3 separate regions of the Sus scrofa genome follow, and regions 1 and 3 are each linked to region 2. The links are chromatin contacts, called in public Hi-C and HiChIP or PLAC-seq maps. All regions are on one chromosome and are shown on one strand. The core of a region is the stretch at or near the end of the contact, and the rest is flanking DNA. Distances in the headings are between cores, read along the strand shown.

The links. Hi-C and Micro-C count contacts between places; a contact is called where the count stands out from the background. HiChIP or PLAC-seq counts read pairs in DNA pulled down with a chosen protein or histone mark.
Region 1: an H3K27ac HiChIP or PLAC-seq map of skeletal muscle shows a contact between it and region 2. The contact joins two enhancer-like sites. A contact is called at or near these places in 11 of 47 Hi-C or Micro-C datasets (embryonic fibroblasts, fetal heart ventricle, fetal skeletal muscle and 7 more) and 1 of 2 datasets of contacts at active chromatin or transcription factors (skeletal muscle).
Region 3: a Hi-C map of liver shows a contact between it and region 2, with 9 times the contacts expected there. The contact joins two enhancer-like sites. A contact is called at or near these places in 6 of 47 Hi-C or Micro-C datasets (embryonic fibroblasts, epiblast stem cells, fetal heart ventricle and 2 more).

The regions. Positions count from the first base shown.
Region 1 is chr13:181,188,733-181,192,546 of Sscrofa11.1, forward strand. The region is part of intron 5 of LOC106508546; the gene reads left to right. Among named protein-coding and RNA genes, the nearest start is that of MIR99A, 110 kb to the right of the region's middle. Within about 2 kb of position 1,774, at least 18 of the 83 cell types and tissues checked have an H3K27ac peak or open chromatin away from gene starts, as enhancers often do. A contact at or near this core is called in fetal skeletal muscle and skeletal muscle, where this site is marked.
Region 2 is chr13:181,296,705-181,300,735 of Sscrofa11.1, forward strand. It overlaps a transcript of LOC106508546 not described here. Among named protein-coding and RNA genes, the nearest start is that of MIR99A, 3.8 kb to the right of the region's middle. Within about 2 kb of position 1,882, at least 41 of the 83 cell types and tissues checked have an H3K27ac peak or open chromatin away from gene starts, as enhancers often do. A contact at or near this core is called in fetal skeletal muscle, liver and skeletal muscle, where this site is marked.
Region 3 is chr13:181,363,744-181,367,987 of Sscrofa11.1, forward strand. It overlaps a transcript of LOC106508546 not described here. Among named protein-coding and RNA genes, the nearest start is that of MIRLET7C, 63 kb to the left of the region's middle. Within about 2 kb of position 2,903, at least 8 of the 83 cell types and tissues checked have an H3K27ac peak or open chromatin away from gene starts, as enhancers often do. A contact at or near this core is called in liver, where this site is marked.

The DNA.
Region 1 (3,814 bases), core at 524-3,023, 110 kb before region 2:
TTTCATTATCAGATCTCTTCTCCCTACTTTATCAGATCACTTTATTACTGAAATCATGCCTCTCCTAACTTCTTTTTGATGTCCTTTTCACTTTAGGCTACCAGTGGGCAAATTTTCATCTTTTGCCATTTAAGACATTATTTTCACACTCTGCCTGGTAGCTAAATATGCTTAGAAATTTAGGAAAGATCACTTGGACCACTGGGTACTTTCTCATATAAGGAAAACAAAGTACTTGTGTGCTTAGGTGTTGCTTCTGGAGGAATTTTCCAGAGCATTAAGCAGTAAGTACTAACTCTCAGAATGATGTGAGTCTCCAGTCCAATGATGCCAGCTTTCCATCTTGGTAAAGTGGAAGAAGTTTGGGTGGGTTGAATGGGTACCATCTTTGATCTTAGAGGTACTAGGTAGGGCCCTCGTTTATTGCTATATGATATTTTAGTGTAGCAGTTTTAGTGTTAACTTGAATATGTCAGAAGAATTGAAGTTGGAATTTCAAAAAAAATGCATGAATCATTGTTACTTTCAAATTCCAGTTCTCCTCCGTGGTATAAAATATCACATTTCTTTTAATAGATCATAAAATTATTCCAAATTGCCAGATCCAAATGCCAAACAACAAACATCATCTTTAGGAGTAGGGTTAAATTTTACTCTCCAATGAAAAATTCCCAACCCAGAACAGATTTTAGCCAGGCAGTGAGCACAGCTCGCTGGGTGAACCACACAGGCCATGGTGGGTGCAGCGTTCAGAGCCGGAAAGCAAACAGCTGCTGTAGCCTGATTTGAGTTAAAATAGTGTGAGTGTTTAGTCTGGCGCACGGCTTCAGGGGAGATTGGCAGCTGGGTCAAACAAAGTCCTTCCATTGGCTCTCTTCCCAGGCAGCTTCTGCTAGTATTTAGGTACTAGTGCAGTGTAGGGCCTTTCTCAGGCAAAACCTAACATCTGACCGCACCCTCTTCGCTTTTTCCAGAAAAAAAAAAAAAAAAAAAAAGAAGAAGAAAGAAAGAAAGAAAAAAAGCTGCTTTTTCCTCTTTTTCCTTCTTTCGTTAAGATAAATTCTCCAGCAGGCAACTTCTCCCACTAATTGTGTATTAGCCATGTATTTTATCTTGAGAACTGACGCACTGGGCTCTCAACATGGTGTGGAAGGCAGCCTGTTACAGTGCTGGATTCATAAAAGGGCCTTTATGGTTTGTGAAAGAATATCTGTGTGCTTAGGCAGGAAACTTTTTGATCTGCAGAAAAGCCAGAAGACATCTAGGTAAGGCTGCGTATCAAATCTACTTTTTTGGGGGGGAAAGTTGGGCAGCGAGAATGATTCATCACCAGCGACAGGAGTTTGGAGTGTGCCTGATCACTTTGGTAGAAGTTTAAAAGGTACTATTTGTTTGCTTATTTTTTTGTTTGTTTGTTTAAATCTTAAGGGAATACTGTGGTCGGCATTTTTACGATTTTGTTTTCTGCTGTTGCACTGATTATAGTGGATATAGAGTTTTATTATATAGCAAAATCTTTGTAAACTGCCACAGAAAGAAAGTGTATTTAGAAGGGAAATTGACAAGTTTTAAAGAGTAATTGTACAATCATTTGAGAACAGAGGAACACTGCATTAGACTAACAAGGGTTTAATTACCAAAAAAGTTTAATGTTGCTTTGGAAGGAATATTAAGTAAGTTGTCTTTGTCTCTTACTTTTTAATTTTAGTCGCTGATTTAGCCTGTTGGGTCACATTTTTTGTTAGTGCTGAAGGCTGCCATGAATCCCTAATGAGGCCCCTTTGCACATGATTTTGGCACTTGGCCAAAATCAACTTCCCAGCGGCAAGCTTTCTCTAAAGAACCTGGAGCAAAAAAAAAAAAAAAAAAAAAAAAAAAAAATTTATTAGAAATCATGTCTGAAAGCTGCCATAACCAGTTGTGCAGGCATGTCATAATGACTTTATACCATAAATATGAAGCAAGCATTTAAAAAAATTTTCCTCATATTGTTGCCTTGAGAATTATGAATTTCTCCTTGTGGGCACCTAAAATAAGCTGTAACAAGAACAATCTTAGAGGAAAATGTTTACTGATTTTTTTGTTTTTCTCAGAAGACCAGAGTAGGGATGGTTATCTCACTGAGAAGTATACAGTACGAAAGGGTTATTCAAAACACTTCAGAATAAATAAAAGATGAATTCTTAAAATTGTTAATCTCTGTAAGTAATACTCAGTGGACAGTAAGTAATGAAGTTTTCTAGAAGTTTCAGTGTGAGCACAATTAAGCTTAACATTTTTAAATGAGATTTTTATATATTTTAATACCATGGTGTTTAGCATTCTAAAACATATTAGAAGTACTGTATAATTTTAAAAAATCTATTAACACCTTGATAGTATTTATAACAAATGTTTTAATAGAGGTGCTTGATATATAAGCATGACCGAATAACTTTAAATAATTGTATTTAATTGCTTTTTCACAATAAAAATGATGATTTTTTTTGAAATGAAAGGAATGCTGAAGCTCAAAGTCACTTTCATCTAATTTTTGAAGCTGTCAATTTTGATTTTATTATAACTGAATTTTGTCTTGTAAGCTGATACATTATTTTATACTCCAATATTTTGAGTTAAATTAACAAGTTGCAATGAAGTACCTTAATAATCTGATATTAACAACCTCAGATTTTATATAACCATTTTCAACAATATCTTTAGATATTAAAAATAGACACACTGCAGAGAATTTAAAAGCAGAAAAGTGGGATCTCGGTTGCTCTGATTTTTTTTCTTAAGAAATCCTGTTATCACTATACTACATGCCATTTTTGCCTCATAGATCAGTCGATGGTAACCTAGAGTGAAACTTTATTTTTTCACTTTAAAGTAATCGTCTTTCTCTTTAAAAATGTTGATGATGTATTCTTTAAAGAAACATGAGTTGGAGCTCTCTTAGTAGGTATGTTTTTCATATATTTATCACTATACTTAGTTTCACTTTTTTACTTACTGAACAATGTAAATTGTTGCTACTTGGGGTCATAGAAAAAAGTGAAATTTAAGTAAATTTTAGCATTAGGAAATGCATCTTGATCTCCTTTAGATCAATTTGTGTATTTATATAATTTATGTATGTATAAAATATTTTTTGTTATTGCTGTTGACTGAATCTTGATATTGTATTTACCTTGCTATTAGTTGCACTGAGGTATAGGGTGCTTGAAGTTACTATATCAGTCAACATTAAAATACAGTATAAATGGGGAAAGGCAAATACAGAGCTGCTATTTGTAGAAATTTACCTGCATAAGTTCTATAATTCTATTTGAGTTCACAGTTGAACTCTCATTTGATGTAATCTTTGATACTCTTTGAAAAAGAAGTCAACATATGAGGTAGACATTTCAAAATTTCAGAAAAGCAGGAATATTTTTATCATTTACTGTCTTCAAACAGGTGCAAGAAAAATAAGATTGCTTCTTCACAGAGTTCTTGCTTAAAAATTATTTTTGAATTGTATTTTTATAGTTTTATTTTAATCCTATCTCACAAATGCATAACATTGTCTTCTGTTTCCATTTTTATTTTTTGATTATTTTACCTATCTGCAATTGATAGAATATTTATCCTAAAAATACTGAAAAATGTTTCTACTGATTTTAGCTGTTGTTGTTTAAGGTTTTTTGATTAATTAGAGGCCATAGCAAAATAAATGTCATAAAATATAAAACTTTTATAGTGCGCAGTCATGTGTTTTTTTTTGAGTTGGAAGAAACTTAATTAAAAAAATTGATAAGTATTTTTGAGTTGAAGTAAAACAAGTAAGTAC
Region 2 (4,031 bases), core at 632-3,131:
CCGTTTCCAAGATATTTGCTAGATCCTTGAATTCTTTTGGTTTTGTTTATTTTTTTATAGGCAAGTAATGGTTTGATTACCTTTTCCAGTCTTTGTCTGGTATTGTGCAATATATATGTCTATATGTGAGTGTCTGTACATGGAGGAGGGATAACATTCATCCATAGTTTTGTAAGGCACTGAATATAATTTTAAAATTGTGCAAAGATAATTATAAAGATTCCCCATCTTAGAAAAACTGAAGCATTTTTTAATGCAGGAAAGGCAACCATAATTCTTTTTGGTACTACTGAGTATGTTTCGCTTAAATACTAATAGCACTTGCTTTCCCACTGAGCTATAGATTTTGCTTAAGGAAATGGTGAAAGATTTCATTCACTGTACTTTTGTTAGAAAGTATGGAAATGTTTGTCCACGGGAACTTCTGTCGCCTGTGAGAATGGAAATCCATTGAGGTGAGGGAACCCTTTCATTTGATTGCCTAGAAGCTGTTGATACATTCCTTGTATCTTTCAACGGGATCTTTCACGCCACACAGGAAAACTGTAGCTGGTGAAGGAACAGAAAGAGCACTTCTTCCATGAGTCAAATCTTAGCAAACTTGCACAGCAGCTGTGCTAGGTACTGCTGAGGATTACCCCAGGACCCAGTTGCAGGGGTGTGCGCGGTTGAAGAGACAACTGGCATCCCTCAGGGGACCACTTTGACGGAGATTGAAGCAATAATGCATCCCCACTGCTGCTGGAGGATATTGTGGCCGTGTAGTACAAAACTGGTGCCAGATAAAAATCAGAAAGTAATAAAAAGCAAGACAAAACTCAAGAGCTTTTCAATCTTAATGCAAGGGACTAAAACAAACGTCCTGGGCTTGTTGCATTCACTCAGAAAGGAAAAGGGGGCAGGGGAAGGGAAAACTTGCAGAGACTTCAGTCTTTTCCTTTGAGAACCATTTGTGTTGTGAAATAAAGTTACGGAGTAGGCATGTTCAGACCTTTATTTGCTACATTTAGTCTGAAGGATTCCCCCCCAGCACACACACACCCTTAACTACAAGAAGCCAGAGTTTTCTGTGCAAACTGAAACAGGCGTTGCAAGAATCAGATTCACTTTGGACGACTCTTCACATTCCAAGTCATCATTGCATTAGGCAGCACAATTCCATCTCTGGTTGATGGGCAGAAAAAGTGGGCAGCTTGCCAGGTAGACGTTTCCATGACTCCCAGCCCCCAAAGGTGATGCGTTTTTCAGCTAATTCAATGAAGAGTGGGCTGAACTTTGGGTCTAAACGAGACAATAGCTGCCTTCGCAGTATCAGCAGAATGGTTGATGGGAATGCACTCTACATTTGGCAGAGAATCATGTGACCTTACGACTGAGATTTTGTGATGGTGCCAACGGAGACTTGGAAAGCAGCAACCGTCCTGACTTTTTTCTTCTTTTCTAGCATGGCTCAGAAAATGGTGGATCTTAATACTTGACTTTAGCCAGACTCAGCAAGCGACTGAGCTTTGAAGCACAACTTCGCCTTTATTCTGGGTTTTTGGCAGGCCACCAGGAGGCTGTCCCTTTCACGCCTGATAAATTCTGCTGCTTATCTCTAAATAGAAAAAAAAAAAAAAGAAAGAAAGAAAGAACATATAAACAGAATATTGAGGCATAACAAGTGAATCCTAAAATTGTGTGTGCTTTTTTTGTTTTTTTGCCTTTTCTTACCGCTGATTTTTTAAAACGTTAATACCCTTTCTGCTTGCTGAAGAATCCAAGTAGGTTTTTTTTTTTTTTTTTTTTTTTGGTTTATAATGAACAGGCATTTGAACTGGGCAAACAGGACGACAGCAGCAGTGAGCATGAGATCATTGCAGCAGTGTAGCAAACTGGCACCCTGCCTTCTCACCCTTTTGGTTCAGGAGACAAACGTGTGCAATCCTCATTTCTAAAGTCAGCACAGCCTGGAAGGATTCCTGGTCTCTCCCACCTTCTACCATTCTGCTGCCAGGGACGGCAAGGATTGGTGCAGCTTCTGCGCAGTGCTTTGTGCCTGGAATACCGAGAAGCAAGAAAAAGAAGACAAGCACCCTGGTCCTTTTTTCCAAGAAATAGCAGGAGCCATGAAGAAAAAAAAATCTGAGTTTGTCCTACTCCTTGCAACAGTGCTGGGAAAAAAAGAGAGAGAGAGAGAAAGAGACGCTCCTGCTCAAAAACAAAAACAAAAACAAACAAACAAAAATCCAAACCAAAACAAACCAAAAAAAAAAAAAAAAAAAAGCCAACATTGGCTTGTATAACTACAGAGACATCGGGCTTTGTAAAGCAGCTTTGTAAGGCAACATAAGCAAATGAGCCTTCTTTATTTTGTATTATTTCCAAAACATGGCATAATAAGCAATATATTGCTCTTGGTGAAATCGCACCTTTCATATCAGGTATAACTTTTTTTTGTTGTTTCTTTTTAAGCCTACTGTTATGTAAAAGGGGATCCTTGAACTTTCAATTTACTCTGATTTAACTCATCACCCACTTTACTCTTATTAACTTTTTCCTTTTGCTCTCTTGCTCTAATCCTGATTAGAATAGAAACTTTAGTAAAAATAGAAAAATCTCTATGCAAAAGATGGTACCTGTTTTTATTTTTGTTATACATAGAAGTTTTGGAAAAACATTAATATATTATCTGTGCTTATTGTGTACAGTATTAGTTTTTGCTGTCTAAGAAAAGTGAGCATTTAGCCCTGGTTGGTAAAGAAACTAAACCTTTCATGTGCCGTTGACTCATAATTTAAAATGTGAAAGAAGAAACTTTTTCAACTTCAAAAAAGAGGTCGTGTTAGAATATATATTAAACTTCTGATAAATAAAATTTAGTTTGGGGGAGGCTATATTTAAATTACTTACCAGGATTTCAGTGTAACAAATAGAGATGAAAATATCATGTTCTCAGTTGCTAAGTAGAAAAAAGCTTTTTCCACAATAATACTGACTGTTAAAATATATTTAAAAGAATAATTTGTCTTAGAGCTATTGCTGAGAGTGTTGGAAATATCTATTATTTTAGTAGAAAAAGTACATACAAACTTGTTTTTAGTTTAAAGCAGTGTATTGGATCAGCAGATAAATGCATTGCATTCTAATTATTTTGTCTGTTTGTAGAAGTAAATTGCTAAGCAATTGAAGCATTTTATAACAAAAACCCAGTTTTTCCTGGTTCAATGAGAAAGGATTAGCTGATATATTCCACCTATTTTAATTTCCATTAAAACTGTTTCAAAACATGTTTTAAAATTGTTAAAGAGAGAAAATGTTTTTAAGTACATAGCGTATATAGAGTATAATTTTCATGTTAAGAATTGATACTATATTTTCCATAAAAATAATAAACTTTAAGCAAACTGTTCTGCTTTTAAAATCATATTTTATTGTAATAAAAATATATAAACAATGAGAAAATACTGTAGAACTTATAAATTCTACCTTTTTTTAATTCTACAAAGAATTGTGGGAAATAACAAATACCTAATATACTGATAACATTCAAGGAAAACATTTTATTAAGTTTATTGTTTATTGTTCACCAATTATTTAAAAAATAGCTCTTGTTCCTTTATGCTGCCTCAGCTAATGGAACATCAACTTTCACAGGCTTAATTAACATTTTTAAACCTGTTTTCATGTTTCAAGATCCTTTAGTTGAAAAACATTATTTTAAATGTTATTTTTAGGAGCCATTAATCTCTACACTCTTAATTATCTTATTAAGCTCCATGCCAAATCCAAATCTCTTTTCAGCTTTCACTAGTTCATTGTACAAAACCTAGTCGCTTCTTTAACAGCCATGCCTCCTTTCACTTTCAAAACTATTACTGTGAAAACAACACCAACCAAAATGAACGCATACATGCAAACTATGAAACCACATTATATGTCATATGAGTAGCCTTGGGTGGGGCTCCACGAGTCTTCCAAGCCTTTAAAAATACTTTAAAAGGTTTTGCCCATTTTGATACTGTGTTTTCTTCTCGGTCTTCTACCTTCAT
Region 3 (4,244 bases), core at 1,653-4,152, 68 kb after region 2:
GGGGAGAAAAAGGGGGTGCCTGAACTAGCACACTTCCCCTCTCATCATCTTCTTCCAAGAAAGTCCTTCAGCAGGGCAAGGGATCAATCTAGAGCAGTTCCCTAGCCTTCAGGAGGCATTAAGGAGATAGCTAAAAACAAGTGAAGAAAGCTTCAAATTTCAGAAGACCCACAACACCTAGAACCAAGGGCAGAGGTTTAATCAGCACACTAGGCTCATTGAAAGCAGCATTATATAGTTCCATTGCTGAAGGAAGGATTTTGTGAATTTTCCAAGGGTAGAAGACCAACACCCAAATAGATATCAGCAGAAGCTAGTGAGGATCAGAAAACAGTGAGTAGCATTAGTGTAGAGAAAGTAGAAATCAGAGATGTGAAATGCCACCTTTATTACATATTGCATTCTCATATATTCTAGAATATTCTAGTCCATTTTAAAATGGTAGATTCAAGAGTGATAACTATATTTCTAGATTTTATTTTTTCTTTTCCTTTCTAGTGAGTGAATTAAGAACCTTTGGAAATATTTTTTTTTTTTTATAGTTTATCCGAGGTTAGCATAGGGTGTAGTCTTTTTGAAGTTTCTTTCAAGACCTTGCTTTTTCTTATTTTGTCTTTGTCCTTGTCAGATAGGCTTATATATTTATTCACTCAATCAGCAAATACACTGAGTACCTTCCAAATAGCAAGCAGATTATTCTAAGCTGTAAAGTTAGTTTCCACTACAGTTTATTTTATTGTATTTGTTTCATGTTAACTGAAGGTTATCATCCAGCCTTTATACTAGTTGGAGCGTATGCTTCACAGAATTCTTACCTACAGAGCGACATTAAGATTACAAGAAGAAAGAAACAAAAGTACACATAAGTACACCCACCCACAAAAATACAGGAAATATTAATGATGCCAAAGAAAATATGCAGTGGAATAGTTGAGAATGTGCTCTGTAAAGCCATGGCACATCTCTTCAAAATCATTGACTAAAAGAACATCATGAGAAAAACAGCATTGTTTCTTTGTTGGTGCTTCTAACATCTTTCCTGGGAATTCAGGTGGAACAGAGAATCCAATGAAATCTGGTGCTTTGCATCATTATTAAGCTCATATCTACAAGCTAATCATGTGTGATAAGGCTAAAATGCAAAAGCATTTGAATCAATAGCTCTTTCAGATGCTTTTCTGATAAAATTGCTTCATTTTCTTTTCTAGCTAGTTAATTCATGTAAGTAGAAAGATTAAGAGAAAAACTTATTCATATTAAGAGTAACAAGATCCTAACAGTTTATTGGACTGTATTGTTGGCATCTTTGCAACCAATAAGGCTTTTTAATAATCAGATCTCAGAAACATCTGTCTTAGAAAGGGGTATACTCTCTGGCTTCCATTTACTTGAAAAGGAATTAACCTAGGGTCAGGAGTAGAGGTTAGGTTACTTCTACCTGGAAATTAATCAGAAAATTCATTTTGCCCTTTGATGTTGCTTGTCTGCACACACACGCCCTCGCTCCCACCTCTACCTTTTATCTTCTTAAAATCCTAAAGCTCCCTTTCATGCGTTGTAGTAGTTTAAAGGAATTTAAAGTTGTGGATTTCTATATTTATGTAATTATATACTTAAAATATAATAGGGTAGGGTAAAGTGTTTTTAAAAGATGTGACACTTTAAAGAAAATCACAGATATCATAAGTGACTTTAATATATTGGCAAATTTCAGGCTACATTCTTAGTCATATTTCTGCTAGAAGAAACCTACTTTCCATTTTGTGTTTTCTCATTTGCATTACTGCAAAGTTATTCATGCATATGAAAAGGGTATTATTCATCTCCATATTCCTTTCTCTCCATATTCCAAACCCAGTGTGCTTGTGAGTTATACATAAACACTGCTGTACCTCTATATTTATGCATATGTATCTATGTGATTCAAATTTGGCATCACAACTGGATAGCAAGCCCAAGTGATAACATTATGTACTAGAGGTGTCTTATCACATCATTAATGACATATCAAAATTGTCAATTATGTTGAAATCCAATAATTGTAACTGACAAGCTTTAGCATGACTTGTCTCCACTGGGAAGGATTATAAAAGAGAGAGAGAGAAAGGAATGTACTTTTGAATCCCCCCTCTAAGTGCATGTAACTGTATGGTAAGCTCTTATTATTTCTACAAATAATTTTACTGAGATGCTATTTTCACATTATTCATGGTACCTGGCTAGTGAAGTATTTATGTTCCTAAGCCTCATTATCTCCTAAATTCAGAAATCCATTGCTATTTCAGAAAGAACCACAAACTTGAACTGGCAAGAAGAAAAATGACCAACCTGGCAGGGCTTGTCTCCCTCTAATGTATGATTCTTCTTAACTCCATATTCCAGGAAATTATTCACTTGGAAGTTTAGAGTTCACGGAAAACAACTATTTCTCTTCTACTCTCCAGTTCTACTTCTACCCATTAGAAAAGCAAACAGTATTGCTTAATTCCAAAGAAGTTTGCTCTCAAAAATATCTTGGCATTTGGCAATAAGAGGAAAAGAAAGTGACAGTGAACTTCATGGACACAGAATTCATTCTTTACAGTGACGAGGTATTCAAGAATCCTCACTCTTTGTGTCCTGTTTTATCTGTATTTGGGGATGGTATCTAAGAGGAGAAAAGGGAAGCTTATGGGTTTTTTTTTTTCCTTTAAAATATATTTCCATTTACCAATGGATTATTTTAAGCCCAGAGAAAATTATGATTGCATTATTCTTTTCAGTAATCATGGCAGGTATTAAAGTGAACAGACAATGGTAGCGTATATGGAATAACCTGGTTTTCTAGACAGACCCACTTGTCCAAGATCAAACGGCTACAGCACATTTAGGGTTACAGTCTCCTTCCCTTCCTCCTCTTTCTCAACCGCAGTGGAGCTTTTTCCAGTGTTGCCATGGTAACACTATATCTGGCTGCTAGCTCTGTCGTAAGTTATTGAACTGAGACTGGCTTTTGGTTTAGCAGATAATTAGGTTCTGTCTCACAGGTTCATTTTCCTGTGACTGGGACGTGAATATGACCTACAGCTGGCCTCAATTTCAGTGTCACAGACAAAACTTTAACCCTTCCCAAGCTCCCAAGGTACTCTCTTAAGCCTTGCTTGTGAAGTAGAGGAAGTCCATTGCAGCCCACATACACCTTGAAGAGGATTACCAAGTCCTCATTTTATTTTTTTTTTGTCTTCATGCGAACACCAAGGAAAATATGATCAAGACTGTATACCTAGAGCATTTTCAAAATTTAAAATATATCAACAATAATGTATATGTGCTTATGTATTTAACATGTAACATATAGAACTTTCTCTAGGTGTTTTCATTTCCCTGCTTCTTCAATAATTTTTTAAGTCACGTCAAAGTGTCTTGTACTGCATTTTGGTTTGGATTCCAGAGCATTTAGATTTGAAAACCCCGTTATCAGAATATTAACTTGCTACCCTTATTCTCAGCTTCCAGAACTTTCTGCCCGTTGATTCATGCCCCTCCTTCTCCTTTTTATAAGCCCTAGATTTTTGCTGACATTGAAAGGTTCCTTTGGAGTCCCAGGCAGGTCTCTGCTACAGGAAACAATGCCACCACTCTATGAAATGCCCAAATGATCACTCAGGGCTTAAAACTTGCTGGTTTGGAAAATTAGCAAAGCTCTGCCCTTTGTTTAGGACAAAGAAAGAAGCCTAACTTTTAGAACAAATATTGATTTCACAATCCCACAGCAACAGAGAGCCTGCATGGTTAATATGAGAGGGCATGTCTTTCTATGTCAAACAATAGGAAAGACCTTCAAGGAAATCTGTTTGAAAAATTTAGTGTATTTTACCTAAAAGCTTCCCATGAAAAGGTAAGACAGGAACAAGGGAAGTTGAGTTCACCATCATTAAAACATGAATTAAGTTTCTCCATTGGCTAGAGAATCACATAACTATGTCAAGAGAGATAGGAAAGACCTACAGCACGTTGAAGACTCAAGGGTTGGAAGCTGGAGCTAGGATTGTGTGTGTGTGTGTGTGTGTGTGTGGTGTGTGTGTGTGTGTTCGCGCGCGCGCATGTGCGTGCCCATGTATACCACATAGACTATATTGTTTTAATCCATTCCTTCCATCCTCAAACTCTAACTTGGAAGAGCATCTTGAATGGCAGCAGCCTCAAGTCCTGGGTAAGAGCTGTCATGAACCTGGTATGGTCCAATGAATTCAGTGGACTTAGTG